2 separate regions of the Sus scrofa genome follow, and region 2 is linked to region 1. A link is a contact called in public promoter capture Hi-C data. All regions are on one chromosome and are shown on one strand. The core of a region is the stretch at or near the end of the contact, and the rest is flanking DNA. Distances in the headings are between cores, read along the strand shown.

Region 1 (4,754 bases), core at 137-2,636:
TCCTCATGAATACTAGTCGGGTTCGTTAACCACTGAGCCACGATGGGAACGCCACTGTTTTGATTTCTAAGTCTACAGCTATGACATATGGAAGTTTCCAGGCCAGGGGTCGAAAACTAGAGCTGCAGCTGCCAGCTTACTCCACAGCCACGTCTTCAACCTGTGCCACAGCTTACGGCAATGCCAGATCCTTAACCCAATGAGCAAGGCCAGGGATCAAACCCCCATCCTCATATACTTATAGGGTTCTAAAATCATTCTCAATCTGATTCAGAATCTGTTGTCTCAGAAGAAGTGACTGGGGACTTGAAAAATACAAAGTGGGAGGGAGATGTACAATTCGCTGTTTTGTACTATCTGAATTTTAAACCGTTACTAGTATTACTTGTTAGATTCTATGCTGAAAGCATATATAAACAAGTAACACAACTTGTAAACAACCTATATTTGAATCCTGCCTAAGAAAGGGTCTCCTCTTCCCCAGCAAGTTTACTAAACAGCCTCCTCAATCAGATGGCGTTAAAGGGACTGGGGCTGGAAGAGCTACCCCACGAACATTCCTTGAACTACTGGGTTTTCAGCCCGTTACTCTTTGCAGGGCTATACAGTTTGGTGAATGCTGTTTAATGCTTGTGAAGCACAGTAAGTGAAGAGAATAAAGGGTCACCTTGAATAAGACATAAACTTGCTAATGTTTACTGAGTACAAGTAAGCCCTTCCCATGCATTTACTCATGTATTGCTATGTATTGCTCACCACGATCCTGTGAAGTAGGTACTATTTTACCCATCTTGGAGATGAAGAAGTTGGCTCAGAGAAAGTAGTGATTTGATTAACATCCCTCAGCCAGTCTCCAGATAACTTAACGTGAGTTTGCAATCTGGATTCCTTGTCAAACCACAAGTGAGAGGAAAGGGCAGGACCATAAGCCAGGACTCTCAATTCCAGGTCCGGGGTGCTTCCATTTGCCCTGCGATGCCTCAGGATAATGGAGAAAGGCCACCGGGGCTAAGCCGACCACAGCCCAGTCACGCGGCCTGCAGGACGATCACCTCCCACCTGGCTTCCGGGACCGCCTGCCCCTTGACGCACTACCCGGGACCAGCTTCCCGGCAGCCTCCCCGCGCGACCGCTTACTTCCGGTCCTAAGTAGGCCCGAGCAGAAGCATCACCTGGCCGGTACCCTGCCCTCGGGACACGCTATGCGCCGGGACTCCCGGCTCTACGTCCTTGTCCCATAGCCGCACCCCCCTTCTTTTAGCACAGCCCCCCTTACCTGCCCTGCGCAACCCACCCCGCGGCCCTAGGCCCCCACGCTGATGACCGCCCTCACCTCCTCTCTCTTCTCCTGCCGCGTCCTTTTACAAACGCGGCCAAACTGTTCGCTGTAACGACAGTCGCTATTGGTCAGAGCCGCCCACGCGCGGCTAGAGCACGCCTACCTGGGCTCGCGTTGTCTGACGGGAGTTGTAGTTTCCTCCTTTTGGAGCCAGCTGACTATTGCTGCGGAATCCGATGGTGGAATCTACGCTGACCTGACGACTGTACAGTTTAGGTTCTTTGCTGTGCCTAGAGTGCTTCTGGCCGACCCTGCTGGTGCTGGAAGCCCAGAGCTCTAGGATTAGTCGTCACTGTTTTAGGCCTGAGCGAGTCCTAAGTCTGAGTAGAATTCCATTGACCATTGATGAAAAAAATCTCCTTAGATTTTCTGCATTATTAGCAGATGTCAGATGCGAGCGATTTAGTGTTCTGTCAAGGGAGTCTTGTTCACCAAAGAATTCGTTGTTTCTATCACTTGTGTGTTTGCATCAGGTCATCTTTTTCTCCCTTAATTACACTCTGACATATTACTTGAATGTTTCCCTTATAATGAGTTGTTATTGGCTTCTGGTGTGACCTAGTTTTGATTATTGGAATCACACAGAATAAATCTGAATACTCTTTGTTGACAATAGTTCATGAGTTAAAATGTGTCAAGGGTGAGGCCTGTGTGTGGGAAAACTCTGGAATGAGATTTCCTACACCTTTGGCTTTCATACTGCTCCTTATTAGTGATGGCACTGTGGACTGGGTGGCTGAGAACTGTCACATGAAATAGTATGAATAAATAAAAAGGTGAGAACTGTGGTTCAGTTGTATTCTGGGTTATAAGACTATAAGCCCAGAGACAGCCTCTCAGATAGTTCTGAGGAAGAGCTCCAAAAAGATATGGAGGGAGGTCATATATCTAAGAGAAGGAGTATGTGCAATCAAGCACACATCTTGTTAGAAGGTTGCTTCTGGTCACAGGACACAGCTATCTTAGCTAGTAATTTTAGTGCTCTTCTAAGTATGGGAAGATACAAAAAAATGGATTCATAAAATCTTCTTCTGAAAATATTTATCTGAAGTCCTGTTTTGCCAGTTTTCCCAGAGCAGAGAGTACCTCAATCCTAATCTGCAAACTGAAAGTCTGTGACTGCAGTGGATAATGACTTTAACCTTGTGGAACCAGATGGTGAGTGACATTCTTTAGTTAGCAGAACCTTAGTCTTCTCAACTATTAATAAGACAAATGGACTTTTCCAAGATTAAGGTTTGTTATGTTGTTTCTTAAACTGGAGGTAGGGGGAGGTGGGCACATTTTTTCCAGGAAATTTTTCCAATTTTGCTTATTTCAATTTATAAGGTTTTTTTTTTTTCTTTTTTTTTAGGGCTGCAACTGCAGCATATGGAGGTTCCCAGGCTAAGGGTCAAATCGGAGCTGTAGCTGCCTACACCACAGCCACAGCACCACCAGATCCAAGATGCGTCTGTGACCTACACCACAGCTCATGGCAACGCCGGATCCTTAACCCACTGAGCAAGGCCAGGGATCGAACCTGCAACCTCATGGTTCCTAGTCGGATTCATTAACCACTGTGCCATGACAGGAACTCCTCAATTTATAAGTTTTTAAATGATCATCAGTATATCCTGGATTGTCTAGATGATCACCTAATAATACTGTGGGGTCTCAATGCCTGGTTGTGTTTTTGATTGTTGTAGTGCCAAGTGATTAAAGCAGCTCTTCTCAACTGGGAGCACTGCTACACCTCTAATGGACACCATGGCTGTTGTTAAAGATCCTGCAATGCACAGGACAGCCCTTACAACAAAGAATTATCTGGACCAAAATATCAATAGTACCACAATTGAGAGACCTTGTTGTTGAGAGAGTGTTTACATTTTTTTTCAATGGAGTTGCCCAAATGCATCCTAAGAGATCTGTGGGTTTTCAGTGGTGACACATTGTATGTTCCAGTCAGGAAGGAAGCTATCAAGCAGCCCCATTCTGAAAGAGGTTTCTTAGAGTTCCCACCGTGGCACAAGGGGATTGGCAGTGTTTCTGCCAGCACCAGGATGAAAGTTCCATACCCACCTGGCACAGTGGATTCAAGGATCCAGGGTTGCTGCAGCAGTGGTGTGGGTCACAACTGTGGCTCATATATGATTCCTGGCCTGGGAACTCCATATAAATAAAAGAGATTTCTTTCTTCCAAGCCAGACACTCATGTTTTTTCCTTCTTCATAGAAGAGACTTTGAAGAAGTATTGCCATCATAGAAGTAATTTCTGAGCGGTCTTCTCATAAATAGAATTCTCAGAATTGCGTAATTGTCTCAAGTAGTGGTTTGTTATGGTATGTAATTTTTTTTTTTTTTTTTTGGGACCGCACCCAAGGCATATGGAGGTTCCCAGGCTAGGGGTCGAATTGGAGCTGTAGTTGCTGGCCTATGCCACAGCCACGGCAGCGCAGGATCCAAGCAGCATCTGTTAACTACACCAAAGCTCATGGAAATGCTGGATCCTTAACCCACTGAACGAGGCCAGGGATTGAACCTGCATCCTCATGAATACTAGTCAGATTTGTTTCTGCTGAGCCACAACAGGAACTCCCATAGTATGTTAATTTTCAGCATGTTAATATTTTTTACCTAGTCACTTCACTTAATTCTCTCATTATTTTTTGTTTTATTTTTTGTTAATGATTAACTTTTTAAAATTACTCAATGAATTTATTACATTTGTAGTTGTACAATGATCATCACAATCCAATTTTATAGAGCATCCCCCCACCCCCCAAACTGTTTCCTTTGGAAGCCATAAGATTTTCAAAGTCTGTGAGTCAGTATCTGTTCTGCAAAGAAGTTCATTCTGTCCTTTTTTCAGGCTCCACATGTCAGTGAAAGCATTTGATGTTGGTGTCTCATTGTCTGACTGACTTCACTTAGCATGAATAATTTCTAGGTCCATCCATATTGCTAAAAATGGTGGTATTTTGTTCCTTTTAATGGCTGAGTGATATTCCATTGTGTATATGTACCACATCTTCTTGATCCAGGCCTCTGTTGATGGACATTTAGATTGTTGTCTTGGCTATTGAAAATAGTGCTGCAATGAACATCGGAGTACATGTGTCTTTGTGAGTCATGGTTTTCTCTGGATAGATGCCCAGGAGTGGGATTGCTGGATCAAATGGTAGTTCTATTTTGAGTTTTCTGAGGAATCTCCATACTGTTTTTCACAGAGGTTGCACCAATTTGCAATCCTATCAACAGTGTACTAGTGTTCCTTTTTCTCCACACCCTCTCCAGCACTTATTGATTGTAGACTTTTTGATGATGGCCCTTCTGGCTGGTATAAGGTGGTACCTCATAGTGGTTTTGATTGCATTTCTCTAATAATGAGTGATGTTGAACATCTTTTCATGTGTTTTTTGGCCATGTGCATGTC
Region 2 (4,229 bases), core at 1,008-3,507, 500 kb before region 1:
CCATGACAGGCATTTCCCAAACCCAGGTCGGGACCCTTGCTCCAACCTCAGCTTGCAAAAAGTCTCCTTCCCCAGTATTAAACTGCTCCCCCACCATATTGCAGTGACAGAGGCCTCCCCTTCAGCCATCCCCTCTCAGCCGATAAAAAACAACCTACAGCAGGTTGGCCCAATCCAATTAGTTTGAATAGCTTCATGCCAAGGAAATTGCTGCTTTTATTAAAAATAAAAGCACACTAGGCAGGCAATGGGCTGTGAAAAGTATGAGTCTGGCATAATTATGAAGGTCGAGGTTAAGGTTACCAAAAGCGACATGCAAAGATTTCCAGAAAGCCTGGGGGCTATAGATAAAAATACATTTATACGTATCTGTAGATATACAGAAGAGCACACATGTAAGGTATTTACACAGCAGATCTAAATAACCTCCTCTCCAATAAACGAAAAGCAAAAATCAGATGCTACTCTCAAGTCATTCTTTTGGCAAACACACACACCCCAAAACCAAGAACAGGAGGAAGAGGGGCCTATTGGACTGATTTCAAAATAACTACATTCATTTCATGTAATTTCTGTTATCTAAACTGCATCCTGGGGACCTGATTACAGTTGGGTCAGGAAACAAACCTAGTGAAATCCACCAAGAGCCGTGACTCTGAGAAAAACACATTCCTATTCTCTGAAAATCCTCTCTTCCTTCCAATGCCTGCTCATGGAGTGGGAAAGTTGGGTAGGAGGAAAAACCCCTCTCTCTCCTTAAAGGTCCTCCATCCCCACCCTTCAGCCCTCACATAATATTTCAAGTTTTAGGAGGATGACAAGCCCCAAACCCTACATTTGATGTGAAGTTCTACACTTTCACACAAACGTTTTCTGCCTAATCTTCATAATTCGGTGAGGGAGACAAGAATGGGCTTGAAAATGTTTTTGGTTTTTTTTTTTTTTAAATATAAGGCCACCGAGGTAAACAATTTCTGGCAACCTTCTTCTACCCACAAATCCTTGTCACTTTCAAATCTCAGTTTTAAATTTCTCAAGGACAATGACTCACAGGGCAAGGAAAGGGGGAAGGGAGGGAGGGTCAACCGGTCTAGAGCCGTTCATACATTCAACAACTAGAAACCAGAGTCCTGCTGCATCAGCACAGGATTTTAATTTACGGCGCACTGAAAGAGTCCCACCGTACCTTCCGCCAACACCTCGTCCACAGTAACCTGCTGTCGCCCAATGCCAAAGACCCTTCCGATGTAGCCACTGCCCAGGCCCGAGGTGCTGCCCCCTCCTCCGCTGGAGCCGGAGCCCAGGCCAGAGCCTCCCTGCTCTCGCCTGGAGTCGAAAAACTTCTTCATCTTGCGGAAAGGAAGCAGTAAAGCAAAATACCGACGGTTTCTAGATTTTTTTTTTGATTTTTTTTTTTTTTTTTTTTTTTTTAAGAAAACAAGAGATCCAAGGATTTCTTCTCGGATTTCAGCTCGGAGAGGAGCCACCCGAATCCGGCCGTGGGGGTGGGGGCTGGGGGAGGATGCCTATAGGAATATGCGTGTCAATCGCGCGGCGGTCCCCTCCTCCTCAACAGAGCGATTCGTGTAAGTTTAAACCTGTGATGACAGAGGGAGAGAGAGAGGATGAATCAGTAACACACTTAAAAATTCAACCGCTGAGTCCTAGGGGGAGCAAAAGCCATCATCCTGGGGAAACGCTTCATGCATTTTCTAAGGGAGAAAAACCCTGGGGCTGAAAACCCACCGGTTCTCAGCCCCAGAACCCTGGACCCTCTTGCCCAGGGTTCTGAAAAAGGAGGGATTCGGGCCGCCTCCGGCAGCACCGACCCAGCTGGACACTGCCTCCCCTCCTCCCCGGTCTCCCGCCGCCCCGCGAGAGAGCATCCCGGCGGCACCCACTTGAGATGGCTCGGCGGGCCGGCGCCCAGCTACCAGCCCCGCAACATTGTCACGGCCGCCGGGCCGGCCTGCGAAGCTGTGAGGAGGCGGCGCTGCAGCTAGAGCCGGGGCAGCGTTCGGCGCCCGCCCGCCAGCTGATCCCCGGAGCGCCCGGCGGAGACTGACCCGCCACCCCTCCCCCGTGCGCGCTCCCGCCCGGCTCCATCCATCCAACCAGGAAGTGAAACGCCGCCGGAAGTGCCTCTCGGGACGGCGCGGCTAGAGGCCAAGGCCTCCAGCTGCAGCCGCTCTCTCACAACCAGCGGGAAGGAGTCGTCGGAGAGTAGAGAGCTGGGGAAAGGGGCGGGGGGGGGGACCTCAATGCGGGGAGAGTTTTGGAAAAGAACGTTGATATTGCCCGACCCTTAAGGCACCATGGGAAAGGTAGTTCGGCGCATCCCAGCAGCTGGACTACAACTCCCAAGATACCCGTGGAGGAGCGAGCGAGGCGGCTGCGGTGGCCTCCTCCGCCGCAAGGTGGTTAGTGGGGTGGTGCATTTGTGAGGATTCGGTTAAACATCCGGCGAGAAAACTGCTAGGGACTAGCGTTTCCAGCCTGCTCTCTATGTTCCACTCTTGTGGAGCCATCTTATTTGAGGCTTGATCTGCACAAGGGATTCTGGGGATTGTGGTTTCCAAGCATATCCCGGCTGACACCTGAAGGACGCAGCTTAACCGCTCAGCCCCTAGCGGGTCCTGCTGGGCGTACCTTCGACACCTGGGCAGACAGAGGTGAAAGACTGAGGGTGACCCGGAAATTTTGCTGGCAGATGTTTTTGGTTTTTGGATTTTGGGGTTTTTTTTTTGGTTTTTGTTTTACCAGACCACACCCAAACGCCAACCCTAACATAAATAAGCCTGGAGCCCTTCCTCCTCCAGCTTCAGATGTTACTAAGAACCAGCTCAGCTGAGCTAGTCCTCATAAGACGTTGTCTTTTCAGGAAATCTACAGGCGCGACTCAAACTGAGAAAGTTAAAGAGCGTGTGCAGGGCAGATCGTAGGGTATCAGGAGACCCAAACCTTTGGTTTGAACCCAAACTTTGGGGCTTGTCTCACGGTGACCCTGCATTCTGCCACCTTTTCTGTTGCTGTGGGTGGGCCTGACCTTCACTAACCCCCTTCCATACAAGAACTCTAGGCTGACCTGTTATTTCTTTTCACTTCAAGATCCCCCCCATGATGCCTATTTTATCCTGATATCGTCCAACTGCTGAGAGTGGGGGTGGACAGCGTGATTTACCTCTGCCAAATGCAGAAGATTTGGAAGGCATCTTGGGACCCTTCTCCATTCCTAGATTTCCTGATGGATGGTGCTGAAGGTAGTGTCAAATCCCTGCCCATCCCCCTCCGCAAATCCATGATTTTCCAAATCCCTAAATATGGGTTATTTCTCACTTCCACCTGCTCGCCCTAATTCTGCGAGAGCCTTCTTGGCTTGTAAATTAGTTCCAGATTTTTTCTGCAGACACTTGAGAAGATGTGGGGGCGGGGCGGGGCAGGGAGGATGGTTCTTGCTTTCTCTAATCTGAAAATTGAACTGAGCTGTGAGAGGTTTATGCTGCTGCTTTCTCTTCTTCCTCCTCTTCCTGGTTCTCCTTCTCCCTCTCCCTCTTTTCCTTATTCCTCTTCTTTCTTTTCCTTCTTTTTGTCTCAGGTAGATCATTGTAGTTAAACTTCCTGTGTAGAGACAGCTTCTTTTCTTCTGGAGGGAATCTGTGTTGTCACCTCAGTTCACAGATTCTTGCAGCCACCTCTAGGGTGGAATGTAGCACCTGCTAAAACATTCCCTCAAAGCAAGACTACAGGAGACATGTTCTCTGCACTTTCCTTAAAAGGCTAGATTTTCTTCAAGGAAGTTTGGAATAGATCTTAAAATAGATGGGAGAGCTTATTTGGAATTACATTCATGGACCTCCATCTTTCTCTGCATCTGTTAATCTTGCCTGACTTTTTTTTTTTTTTTTTGTCTTTTGTTGTTGTTGTTGCTATTTCTTGGGCCGCTTCTGCGGCATATGGAGGTTCCCAGGCTAGGGGTTGAATCGGAGCTGTAGCCACGGGCCTACGACAGAGCCACAGCAACGGGGCATCCGAGCCGCGTCTGCAACCTACACCACAGGTCACGGCAACGCTGGATCGTTAACCCACTGAGCAAGGGCAGGGACCGAACCCACAACCTCATGGTTCCTAGTCGGATTCGTTAACCACTGCGCCACGACGGGAACTCCTTGCCTGACTTTTTAAAAGAAGAAGCCCTGTTGAGTCCTAGAATTTGTTGCTATCTCAGTTTT

What was found. Promoter capture Hi-C pulls out the DNA fragments that hold promoters and counts their contacts.
Region 2: a promoter capture Hi-C map of liver shows a contact between it and region 1, with 4 times the contacts expected there. The contact joins the promoter of AAK1 here to the promoter of C3H2orf42 in region 1. A contact is called at or near these places in 1 of 5 promoter capture datasets (liver) and 1 of 2 datasets of contacts at active chromatin or transcription factors (skeletal muscle).

The regions. Positions count from the first base shown.
Region 1 is chr3:72,286,216-72,290,969 of Sscrofa11.1, reverse strand. It overlaps C3H2orf42 (chromosome 3 open reading frame, human C2orf42), which reads right to left and starts at 1,386. Exons shown (of 10, transcript NM_001243818.1): 1 at 1,334-1,386.
Region 2 is chr3:72,792,005-72,796,233 of Sscrofa11.1, reverse strand. AAK1 (AP2-associated protein kinase 1) reads right to left here and starts at 2,257. Exons shown (of 21, transcript XM_021087408.1): 1 at 1,902-2,257; 2 at 1,187-1,598. The coding sequence starts at 1,349. LOC102163904 (a long non-coding RNA gene) reads left to right here and starts at 2,424. Exons shown (of 6, transcript XR_302389.3): 1 at 2,424-2,672; 2 at 3,109-3,260.